Regions from separate parts of the Mus musculus genome. Here regions 1, 2 and 4 are each linked to region 3. A link is a contact called in public HiChIP or PLAC-seq and promoter capture Hi-C data. All regions are on one chromosome and are shown on one strand. The core of a region is the stretch at or near the end of the contact, and the rest is flanking DNA. Distances in the headings are between cores, read along the strand shown. Region 1 overlaps Sh3bgrl2 (SH3 domain binding glutamic acid-rich protein like 2). Region 2 overlaps Sh3bgrl2 (SH3 domain binding glutamic acid-rich protein like 2). Region 3 holds the start of Hmgn3 (high mobility group nucleosomal binding domain 3). Region 4 has its middle 47 kb from the start of Gm36120.

What was found. Promoter capture Hi-C pulls out the DNA fragments that hold promoters and counts their contacts. HiChIP or PLAC-seq counts read pairs in DNA pulled down with a chosen protein or histone mark.
Region 1: a promoter capture Hi-C map of hippocampal neurons shows a contact between it and region 3, with 3 times the contacts expected there. The contact joins the enhancer-like site here to the promoter of Hmgn3 in region 3. A contact is called at or near these places in 15 of 39 promoter capture datasets (the 3T3-L1 cell line, 3T3-L1-derived adipocytes, the C10 cell line and 10 more), 1 of 484 Hi-C or Micro-C datasets (palatal mesenchyme), 1 of 115 datasets of contacts at active chromatin or transcription factors (cardiomyocytes) and 3 of 9 other capture datasets (adipose tissue, liver and macrophages).
Region 2: an HNF4G HiChIP or PLAC-seq map of pancreatic cancer cells shows a contact between it and region 3. The contact joins the enhancer-like site here to the promoter of Hmgn3 in region 3. A contact is called at or near these places in 4 of 39 promoter capture datasets (the C10 cell line, cranial neural crest, maxillary cranial neural crest and 1 more), 1 of 15 datasets of contacts at CTCF or cohesin (large pre-B cells), 2 of 115 datasets of contacts at active chromatin or transcription factors (astrocytes and pancreatic cancer cells) and 2 of 9 other capture datasets (adipose tissue and macrophages).
Region 4: a promoter capture Hi-C map of liver shows a contact between it and region 3, with 3 times the contacts expected there. The contact joins the enhancer-like site here to the promoter of Hmgn3 in region 3. A contact is called at or near these places in 10 of 39 promoter capture datasets (the 3T3-L1 cell line, the C10 cell line, cranial neural crest and 5 more), 1 of 115 datasets of contacts at active chromatin or transcription factors (large pre-B cells) and 1 of 9 other capture datasets (adipose tissue).

The regions. Positions count from the first base shown.
Region 1 is chr9:83,594,867-83,597,566 of GRCm38.p6, forward strand. It overlaps Sh3bgrl2 (SH3 domain binding glutamic acid-rich protein like 2), which reads left to right. Exons shown (of 4, transcript NM_172507.5): 4 at 2,359-2,700. The coding sequence ends at 2,370. Among named protein-coding and RNA genes, the nearest start is that of Gm39384, 23 kb to the left of the region's middle. Within about 2 kb of position 1,400, at least 15 of the 459 cell types and tissues checked have an H3K27ac peak or open chromatin away from gene starts, as enhancers often do. A contact at or near this core is called in hippocampal neurons, where this site is marked.
Region 2 is chr9:83,563,088-83,565,787 of GRCm38.p6, forward strand. The region is part of intron 1 of Sh3bgrl2 (SH3 domain binding glutamic acid-rich protein like 2); the gene reads left to right. Among named protein-coding and RNA genes, the nearest start is that of Gm39384, 8.7 kb to the right of the region's middle. Within about 2 kb of position 1,269, at least 104 of the 459 cell types and tissues checked have an H3K27ac peak or open chromatin away from gene starts, as enhancers often do. A contact at or near this core is called in pancreatic cancer cells, where this site is marked.
Region 3 is chr9:83,145,236-83,147,935 of GRCm38.p6, forward strand. It overlaps Hmgn3 (high mobility group nucleosomal binding domain 3), which reads right to left and starts at 1,372. Exons shown (of 6, transcript NM_026122.4): 1 at 1,196-1,372. The coding sequence starts at 1,210.
Region 4 is chr9:83,633,492-83,636,191 of GRCm38.p6, forward strand. No RefSeq gene overlaps it. Among named protein-coding and RNA genes, the nearest start is that of Gm36120, 47 kb to the right of the region's middle. Within about 2 kb of position 1,305, at least 4 of the 459 cell types and tissues checked have an H3K27ac peak or open chromatin away from gene starts, as enhancers often do.

The sequences.
Region 1 (2,700 bases), core at 150-2,649, 450 kb after region 3:
TGAATGGGTGAGAGGCATGTATCTACCCTGCTAAACTTGCAGTCTCTCGGGTAAATATAGACTGCAGGGATACACACAAAAATTTTAACTTCTTTAAATCAAAATATTAGTTTACTTTTAATTGATAGCCCTGTTCTCTGAAGAGGAATTTAAGGTAGCAAAATAGGTAGCTAGTTTTTATTTAAATTATAAATTCACATTGTGTTTTACCCCTGTGTCTGTACCTTTCACGTTTATGATTTGTTTGGTCACAGATGGGGAATCACATCTGTACTGATCATGAAAAGCTTTCTCCTGGCCTTATTTCTCTTTTGTTTTTTGTTGCTGTTTTATTTTTTCATTTTTTTGAGACAACAGTTTCTCTGTGTCATCCTGGGGCTGTCCTGCACTCTCTGAGACCAGGATAACCTGGAATTCACCAAGATCCACTGGCCTCTACCTTCTGAATGCTGGAATTAAAGGCACTCGCCACCAAGCCTGCTGTTGTTTCTTTTGAGACAGTGCCTTTCTGTGGCTGACTGTCTTAGAACTTATTATGTCTGTTGGGCTAGCCTTGAACTCCCAGCGATCCCCCTTGCCTTTGCCCAGGGCTGGGCTTTCCTCTCCTCATTTCTTAACACAGCATCACACCAGTTTGCATAGATGTCGTGATTGAAGCATCCCACTCACCTGGAGATGCTTTGAACCATGGTGGGGCACAGAAGTGCAGGGGCTGTGTGCTGGAGAGACTAGAGAATGCGGGGGTCCTGGCAAGGATGTGGGATGGATGCCCCACAAGGCCAAGGGGCAGCAGCTTTATGAAATGGCGGAAGCAGAGCCACATTTGAGAGGCATCTCAAATCAGACCTGAAAGAGGTGTCACACTTCCTAATCCAACCTGAGTATTTTTAAAGCCTCGTATCGCATCATACCTTTTGGAAAATGTGAAGAACCTGAGTCTGTTTTGTGCAAAGACTTAGGAATAATGAATATTTTCATAGCCATATAAAGCACAAGATTTACTTTAAAAATAAAAACCAAGTAAGTTAATAGTTTGGTTATTTCATTTAAAAAGACTGGTTTTGTGACTAGAAAAGTCAGTTAGGCTTATTTTTTTAAATTGTAAAGAAGTAAATATGTGTAAAATAGAATATTAAACTCACTAGCCAGAGCCAACCATATTGACACTTTTCCAGTGCGCCTTACAATCCTCATAGACATACACAGTAACTGAGGCTTGGCTATAGCTCAAGTGGAGGCTGAATTCTAAAGTATCTATTTTAATGCAGCCGAACCTGCAGTGCATTCTGGAAGCTTTGTCGAAGTAGCGGGTCCTTTGAGGCTGCCTAGGACAGGTACCATCTGAAGCCCCTGTGAGAGGAGACAGAGGCTTTCAGTAATAGTAGCCCCGCTGCAGCACCTGCAGCAGAGCCTCCACCATGAGAACACGCCTTGTTTTACATCAGCAAGCCCGCAGATGGCTTGTGGGTGGTTCCTATGCACATGGTTTTTAGCAGAGGCACACCCACACAGAAAGTATTTACAGGTTCTTAAGACTATTTTTATGCCAGTCAGACATTTGAATATTTGTTAGGAAAATTAGTATTTATATAAAATATTCCACCCAAATATATTAAACAATCCAGATTTATCTTCAGAGAATTGGGGGATGGGGCAGTGTGTGTGGTGGGGAAAGCCTGGGGCAAGGATTACCTTCCAGAGGCAGAAGCCAGTAGGCTGTGTCAAAACCTCATAGAAGATACTGAGTACACACCATCTCTGGTCTCATTTTCTCCAAAGGCACAGATTCTTTAAAGATTCAGCAGCTGGTATGGAGACTTTTGCTCCCAGGTCACTAAGACAAGGGGTGATTTTCAGAATCCATAACTGCTGATTGCACTGCACACCCTTTGGCTATATTGGAGCAAATTGCAGTGGCTTCTTGGTGACACTTGTTTAATTGGGTCATGGGGACAGACAGAGTGGCACTTGGACAACAGGGGTGGTGATGCGTTATGAATGATGTGGCCATTCTGATGATGTCATTCATCCAGGGCCACCCTTAAGCAGTACCTCTTCATGCTCCTGGGAGGTCACAGCCACCTGTTGTGAGCTAATAGCACAGCAGTGTTCAAAGAAGGAGACTTGGTGGCTGCAGAGAGATGGAGCTTTTCTTTGCTTGTTTGCAGGTTGGGTGGGTAGGACTGAAGTCGAGGCTCTGGCTTAAAAGCCGAGACTTCGCCCTCTCAGTAACAGGGTGAGTCATTATAACCTCCCTCATATCTGTTCCTGACATTTCAAAAACAAAACACTGCGAAAGGCAAGCGTTCTTGTCGATGCAGTGTAATGACCGTGCCTTTCCCCTCTTGTGTTTAATAGGCGGAACCTTAGAGGTAAAAAGTAGAAGGTGATGGAGTTGCGTTTGGAGCACCCCCTGGTACTCAGCACTCGCCTGCTTACCTGATGCATCACTGTGACAAAGCCACACACACAATCAGTAACTTCGTCTGACCTGGAGAAGGTGTCTTTGGAGGACATGGGAATAATGGGGACTGCATGATTGCTCTGAGCCAATCAGTTCTGTGGTGGTGGATCCTCTTATTTTCTGATTCGTCTGCAGTTGCCTCACTCACCTGAAAGTACTCTCCCCGTGATAGGTCAACTTCCTTAATGACTGACAGGTAATTGGGCGACACCATCAGGGAGAAAACGTTGAACCTG
Region 2 (2,700 bases), core at 19-2,518, 420 kb after region 3:
TACCCTTTGAATTCTGTTTCCATTTAAAAGAAAAAAAGTCATTCTGTTAATGAGATGAAGTCTCTGTATGAGGGTCAGAGGGCCTGGCAGAGTCCCATTGGCCCTCAGTGTTAACACCCAAATGTCTGGATGCTTGACCTGGCACCTGGGCAGTCTGACCTGTTTCTGGTCTGTCTGTGTAGCTTTCTCTCGCCATAAATACACCAGGCTTCTCCTCCACCCTGGCTGGTCCTGTGGTCCTCTCCACCTTGTCTGAGGACTCCCTATGTGACATGCAGTCCCATTCCCTTCGCTCTTCAAAGCATGGGGCAGGGCTGTTTCCCCACGCTCCCTTTGCCTCTCTCTTCTTGCTGTCCAAAGTGGGAGGGCTCTTCAATTTCAGCCTACCATGCCACCTGTAGGGTGGCTCTCAGGGCCTTCTGCCTGTGATTTATAGGAATTCTAATTTCTTCTGGGTCAGGGACTGGCCTGTATGCCTTTAGCTCTTGCAGATTTTCTAGTAGAGAATTTGGCATTTGAGTGGATACATTGAAATTGTTTCTGAAACACTCTATGTATGTATATAAAAAGCTAATCAAGAGTTTATGGACACTTCAGAAAACCAACAGGAATGAATTTGCAAATCGAGTTTGCTTTAAAACGTAAAAGCTTTGGGAACATGATTTGTTTCACTGCTTCTTAAGTAAGTGGCTTGAAGAATCTGTGTTAGGAAGACAGCTTATTGCATTATTCCTTCTTTTGAGTGTCAGTCTGCTGGGGTAAAGTTGGAGTCCTGGGAGGGAGGCACAGTTGACTCACTGCCCTTAGGCCTGCCTGTTCAGCTGCCCAGGAGGGTGCACTGGCTTATATAGGCAGAGTGTTCGGAGCTACTGCTGACTCGGAGTGGCGCCGAGAGCTGGCTGCTGCATTCGTAAGGGCAGATCTGTAGACTTGTAGGGCGCGGGTTTAGGCTAGTGTGGATAGGAAAGCCAGATTTTTACCCCTAAGTGGCCTCTTGAGAATGTCAGCGTGCTCTATCAGAGCATGTAAACGAAAGTCCTGCTTGTGCCAGAGCAGATTAGATCAGGTTGGTATATTTGGGTTCAGCTTACTGGGCTCAACAATAGAGAACATATGTGGTGTATTCGGAAAGATTTTTAAACTGAGAGTGTAAAGTAAAATCGAGTAATACAGAGCCTTTGCGGTTAGGTGAGTAAGCATGTGATGGAGAAAGCCTCAGTCTCTCTCCCCCTCCTGCAGAGTTGCTCCTTGACTCAGCGGCTGCCTTTCAACCTGCAAGACACTCCCTTTTTGTCTGGACGCAGTTCATTCAAACTTCCTCTTGTGTTTCTGACGCTGGGCTTGAGGTTCTTGGCTCCCGTCACTAGCTTCAGTAACTCTCCTCATAAGGTACATGCCTTCTGGCTGTCTTGGCCTTACAGCCCAGGGAGCCTTTGTACTAGACCTGATTGGAGAGGCCTTGGTTTTGCCCTTGAGTTTTTCTTTATTTCCTAGGGCGATAAATAGAACATCCTAGGAGCTTGGGGGGGGGGGTCCTGAGACATGGAGTTTTTCTTCCTTTCCCCATTCCCCACTGTCTCTGTCTCTGTCTGTCTGTCTCTGTCTGTCTGTCTGTCTGTCTCTCTCTCTCTTTTGTTGGTTTTAATTTGTCTACTATCAAAATGGGATGGAGAACTCTGAGGCTGAAGATGTAGAGAAGTTCTATGTAGAGACCAGAATTTAGAAGCACTTGCAAATCAAAGATGGTTATTATGTCTACCTGCAGTGCAGAGAGTAGCCTGCGGGCAGTTCCCGGGGAGATTTGAGCTGGCCAGCAGAGCTCCTGGAGGCACTTTGCTCTGGAATGAAACCTCCAGTGTCCAGCTGAAGTTGATGGTTGTCGGTTATCCTCGAGAAGTAACACTAGTTGGGTATGGTGGCCCTGGCCTCTGATGCTACCACCTAGAAGACTGAGGCAGGGGGATGGTGAGGCCAAGCCAGACGACTCCCTTCATGAGGAGGGAGGAAGGATCTGATGAGCTGATGGTGGCCAACCCACAACAGAAGCCTGGTCTACACAGTGCAGGGTTAGAACACTTCAGTGCATTACATTAATTTATGCCCTCTGTGGCAACGTGAGCATATCACAGCCTGCAATTACTGTATATAAAATATAATTATGAAAATGGCCTGCTGTCGTCCCCCCCCCCCCGCGTGATCTTTCAGCTGTAAATAGTTGTTAATCAGCTCTTCAGTCACTCCTCACAGTTACCAGTTGACTGATGGGGAGAGGTGGGAACAGCAAACTCCAGAAACAGGGCTGCAGAACCACACCTCAAGCCTTTTGAAGGTGCTGCCTCAGGCAGCAGTCTTACAGTCTGCTGTGGAAAAGACCGTCGTCAGCAGGATTTCCTCCCGATGGTGGGGTTTGACGATTTTAGCAGATTTTGCTGGAACAGCTCTTCCACACAGTATCCTCTAATTAACAGGAAGCACATGTATGAGTTGTATATAATTTGCGGAGAGAATCTCTCCAAATAGTGGCATCGTAAATTCATATTTTATGCCTGGCTGCCTTTTTTCTTCGGGAAGTAAACATGTAATCTTGATAGAAAACTTAAAGACAGTAAAGGCCAACCCACCCACACCTTTCTTCCCCTGTTTCTGCTAAATCTCTTCCCCAAGTGATCCAGGTTTCAAAGAAATCGAGAGACAAGTACC
Region 3 (2,700 bases), core at 122-2,621:
CAACCCACACGATAGGAGAGAGCCTACTACTGCAATCTGGGTGTCAGTGCCTCCTGTGAATACAATCAATCAATCAATCAATGTAATAAAATACATTTTAAAGGAGTGGAGTTGTTTATAATAAAATTCTTAGTGACGATGCATAAGGAAGCAAAAGCTTCTAAAAATTTTAAAGCTTTGATAGTTTTAAATAAAGCAACCACACACACACACAGTGCACAGTCTTCGGGAGAAAACGGTATTAACCAAGTTTCAACTTTAATGGCCAAGATGGTTGACTTGGGTCCTTTGGGCAGGTGGCAGGAAGGTTTTTTTCTTAGGACGCAATCCTCACACATCGCTTTTCTCTGGGAGGGGTAGAAAAATATCTGCCCTTCCTTCACCAGTCCAATGACAAGTCGAAGCCCCACCCTGAGGGAGCTGTGTGGCCCCACGTGTGGCTCATGACGTCCCTGCGCGGAGGGGACACAACCCACCAGGGGCAAAGGAGAGACTAAAAAGACCTCGGTTCCCTGCCTGGCCAAGCGTGGGGTCGTGGGTGGGACAGTGGCAGGGGCTTGGTGGCCCCTGACCTTGGCAGGGTCAGTGAGCTTGGCACCAGTCCCCTTCTTTGCAGCCTACCCGGCGCTGCGCACTGCCCCGCCCGCCCTCGCGGCTGGTGATTGACACCGGAGTGGGTACATACGGGTCCGCGGCGCAGCAGGGCTGGCGTAGGGAAACATGGCTTTCCCTCTCCCGGCCTTCCGCCCGCATCGCGCTCGCCCAGGGCACGGCCCAGGGGACACTCCGGACCCCGCCTAGCTCCTCTGAGTGCTTCCACGTTTTTCGATTTCCCTGGCCCGGGAGACTCCTCTCATTGCTTTCCCTCCACCCTGAGAACAACCTGAGTTTGCCAAGAGGAAACTCCTGCGAGGGGGATGGATACCCGCCCTGGCTGCTGGCAAGAGATGGAAACCATTCCAAGCAGGAGTTGATGGAGAGGGGAGGACGTCCCTGGAGGGAAAGTAACACTCAGAGCTCCGTGCGGGGCGAGCGAGGTCAGCAACAGGCATTTGCAGAAGGAGCGGGCAGCGGCCGTGCCCAGCGCCTGAGTTATTAGGCGCATCGCCGCGTTCATCGCAGCGCAGGGGGCTTACTCCAAACACACTCGAGGGCCTGCGAGCAGGGTTTTTTTTTCCCCCTTTACAGGACTTACCTTTCTCTTCGGCATAATGACTACGTTGGTGCAGCAAAAAAAGTAAAGCAATGTTCTGGGCCGCCTGGCACACTGCTGGATGCTGCCTGGCCGCTGCTGCTACTCCCGCAATGGGCTCGGCTAGCCCGGCCTCTCCGACCTGCACCTCCGCTTCCTCCCCCGGCGCTCCACTCGCTCGCATCCCGGTCCCCCAATGGCGAGCCCTGCCAGCCAGCCGCGAGGCCCCATTGGCTAAGAGAACGTTCTAAATTCCACGAGGGCACGCCCACCCCCGTTCACCCGGTACGCGCAGTTGTAGTTTCCACTTCACTGGGAAAAAAAAAAAAAATCTGCCTGGCGACTGAGCATGCCCAGTTCAACTAGTATCCTTCAGGCTGCACTAACTTGGAGTTTCATTGTTTGACGTGCCTTCTTTGGATTAAACCATTGTGCATCTTCATAGGAAAAAAAAGTTTAGTATTAAGTAATGCTGGGTTAACTTTATAAAGTAAATAGGGCCACGGGGTGCCTTGTACAATTGTTACTTATAAAAGCTTGTAACGGGTGTTCATGGTGCGGGTCTATACAGGGTAGGAAGGTCTGTTCTGGAAGAGTTTCCACAGTTTCTAAGGTTCTCAGTTCCATCTCTAGCAAATACCATCCCCCATCCCCATAGTTCCTTGGTCTAATTGTTTTGTTTTTTGTTTTTCTTTAAGTCTGTGTTACAAGTCATATATGAATTCAGCCAATTATTCAGCTATGTGTGAATAATTGTTATAATTGATATAAATGTTTGTTGTGGAAACTAAGGGGAAATCGAGAAATGTAGGAACAAATAAATCACTTATATATTAAATATGTACATTTAAACGACACCTGCCAGGTTACCATTTTGTGTATAGTGTAATGTTTCTCGACATTCCGCAAAGAATTGCAAAATACATTATCTGAATTTATTTAAGACCGGTTTTATCCTGACTAAAGACCTCAGACCCGGGAGGCTGGGGGGGGGGGGATTTTTTGGTCAACATCCTTCATAAACATAGGCACAAAGACACAGACAAAATTTTATCAAATCAAATTCAACAACATTTTTAAAAAGCTAATACATAACCAGGGGAGTTGAACCTGGGAACACAGGATTCGTTCTGTGAATCAAATCATCCTGAAAATCAATCAGTGTGATCATAGCACTGATTCTATTATAATTATATAATATGATATATAATTATATTATGTTTATTATAGCACAAAGCTATAATCGGGACTGTGACCATCTCAAGGGCTGCAGGGGGAATGCTAGGGAATGGGTGAGCAAGTCATGATAAGTCTACAGTAGAATATTACTCTGTGATCAAAGAAATAAGTTTTCCCTGATGAGATAAATAACAAAAGAAAAATGCTAAATGGAAGTCAATACAAGACACTATACTGGGTGGTTTTGTTTATATGAAATTCCAGGAAAAACAAAGCAAACTAAGCAAGATTAGCCCGAGAATCATTTACAAGCCAAAAGACATCTTAGG
Region 4 (2,700 bases), core at 55-2,554, 490 kb after region 3:
TCAGAGCAGAGTCTTGGGAAAGTGGCCCAGACTTCCCACACAGGATAACATGTGACATTAAAGAATGTATGTAAGAAGAGAACCATGATGTACGACTTTGGTTTAACTTAATAACTTGAAGGACTTGCCTTAAAAATAAGCACTATAGAGCTTAGTCTGTTCCATACAGGAACAACCAGCTCCTGTAACAAATTATCACTGACTTACCAGCTTTAAAACCACCACCATGTAACCAGCTCAGCTGGCCCCTGATAGGGCACATTTCTGGAAGCCAGGACGTTCCGAAGAGTCTAGCAGGTGTGGTAAGTATTGAGAGCCCATCTGTGACCTCCTCTCAGAGTGGGTGAATACTGCGTCCTCCTAAGGAAAACGCCTAAGCAAAGTCTCTCTTGTCAAGACCCCCATCTCGTTCATGAAGGAGGAGCCATTGTGACCTAAAGAGCTCCAAAGGCTCTACCTCTGTACACTGATGATCGAGTTCCATTCCAAATGTGGGGGAAACATTCAGTTCATAGCTCAATGTTAATTCATAGCCACTGAGCCTCAAGCACACTCCCATGTGTCTCCCCTTCTAAATGGACAAAGGTACTGTCAGACAGCCACACTGTAAAACATTGTTCAGCCATCCAAAGGAATAAACTTCATCTGGGTCGGATGTGGATGGAGCCCCTCTGCTTTGTGCTTCCTGACTCGGGGGGTCAGTAGACTATCTGGCTTGCAAGCCAGATCCAGCTATTTACGGATTGCCTGTGACTGCTCTCAAGCTATGGTGACAGAGCTGAATAGTAGCAAGAGCAACCAAAGTGTCCTTCGAAGCTGACAATGTCTACTACTTGTCCCTTCACAAAAGTTTGCTAATTCCTGTGCATAATGAAGGCCACGTGCTATATGGTTTCCTCTATAGAGCCTTCTAGAAAAGGCAAAAATTAAAAAATTTAAAAATTTAAATAAACAAACAAAACCTATTGGGATGGTGAGGTCGTTGTTTTTGGGGGGTGGGGATGATTACAGGGGGTGACTGACTGGAAGGGGTCCAGACCCAGTTGGTGTCCTTCCCCTGGAGTTTGTGTGTGAGCCTATGAATGTTTCAAAGCTAACACAACTGAAGCAGTTGGAAAAAAAAAAAAAACAAAAGCCTACAAGTTTAAAAATGACATGTTTTAAGCTTCAAATTGTAGAAACCAAAATGGAAGAATTTGAAATGGAGTCTTTGTACATATTGGCAGCAGTTCCACCCCCAGTGGTGACACTTCCAGTGGGACCAGGGGATCTAGAGATCGCTCTGCTTCAGTTCTTTTTCCTGTCACTTTCAAGTCTTTTATGCTTGGTCACCTCCCCTTGCAGATCTCCATAGAGTGTGACCCTGTCCTCTGCCGCTCCAATTTAGAGACCTGGCTGGGAAGAGAGAATGTTTTCAACTTAGTGCTCATTTATCAGTTCCAGGGAAGGCTATAATTGGCCTTGCTGGGCCACACACACACACACACACACACACACACACACACACACTCCTTAATCCAGCAGTTCTCAACCTGCGGGTCATGTCTGTTCCCTTGGGGGGGGGGGGGCTAATGATCCTGTCAGATGGTCACCAAAGGCCATCAGAAAGTGCAGATATTTACATTACAATTCCTAACAGTAGTTAAAAATACAGTTATGACGTGTCAGTGAAAATAATTTGATGGTTGGGGCTCACCACAACATGAAGAACTATATTAAAAGGTTGCAGCACTAGTAAGGTTGAGAAACCATGGCTTCTTCTTCCAAGAATGAGGCTCCTAAGATCCTCACCCCACCACTGTGACCCAAAGACCAGCATCTATTTTGGAAAAAAAAAACTGGAAAGCTTCTTACAGGGACAAAATCCAGTACTGACTCAGTCAAACCTTACTAGCTACAAATGAATAAAAACAAACTCGCTGACACTTTCCAGTCACATGTGTGGTTTCAAGGTAGAGTCTTTATACTGGAGCAGAATTAATTTGATAAGACAGGTTGAAGCGGGTAGGAACAGATTTTGAAGCCTTCCACCAAGTGGTCTGTGATTTGTAGATCAGGAGGACTTTCTTAACTGTGAAAGTATTTCAGCTTCCAGTGCATTGCAATGAAGAATCGTATTTCAAAAAGAGATAAGAGAACTGGCCTATGTTGTAGGTAGATCTCAGGTTAAAGGGCCTTATTATGTAGTTCAGGATGGTGCTATCTGCCCACCCCACCCCACCCCACCCCCACCCCCTGGTTAAACTTTTATTCTTTGAAGTATCAGCCTTTACATATTTTGAGGTCTCCTTCCCATCCAATCAAATCTAGATAGCCTCTTATTAAAGGGAAAAGGTGAAGAATTTTAAAGATTTTTTTTTTCTGAAGAAAGTCTCTCAATTATCATGATTGGATTCCCCTCACTAATTTTCCTGCCTCTGTCTGCAAACTAGAAACAATATTCTCTTTAAACAGGAAGGAGCTATGCACAACCTTTTATTTTTCCTCCCATGCCATGTATGTTATAAAGAAACCATCAAACCAAGTCTGAGCCTCCTTCCAAATCAAAAGCCGCAGGAGTTTCATGGTGGCTGTCTTTCCCTTTCTTCCTTTATTGCAGGGGCTCCACCTGAAGGGTCAGCTTACACAGAGCAAAGCAGCCGGTCCCTGATCTCATGTGCTCAAATTGCCAGCCAGCCGCAGAAGGAAAGAGGAAAAGAA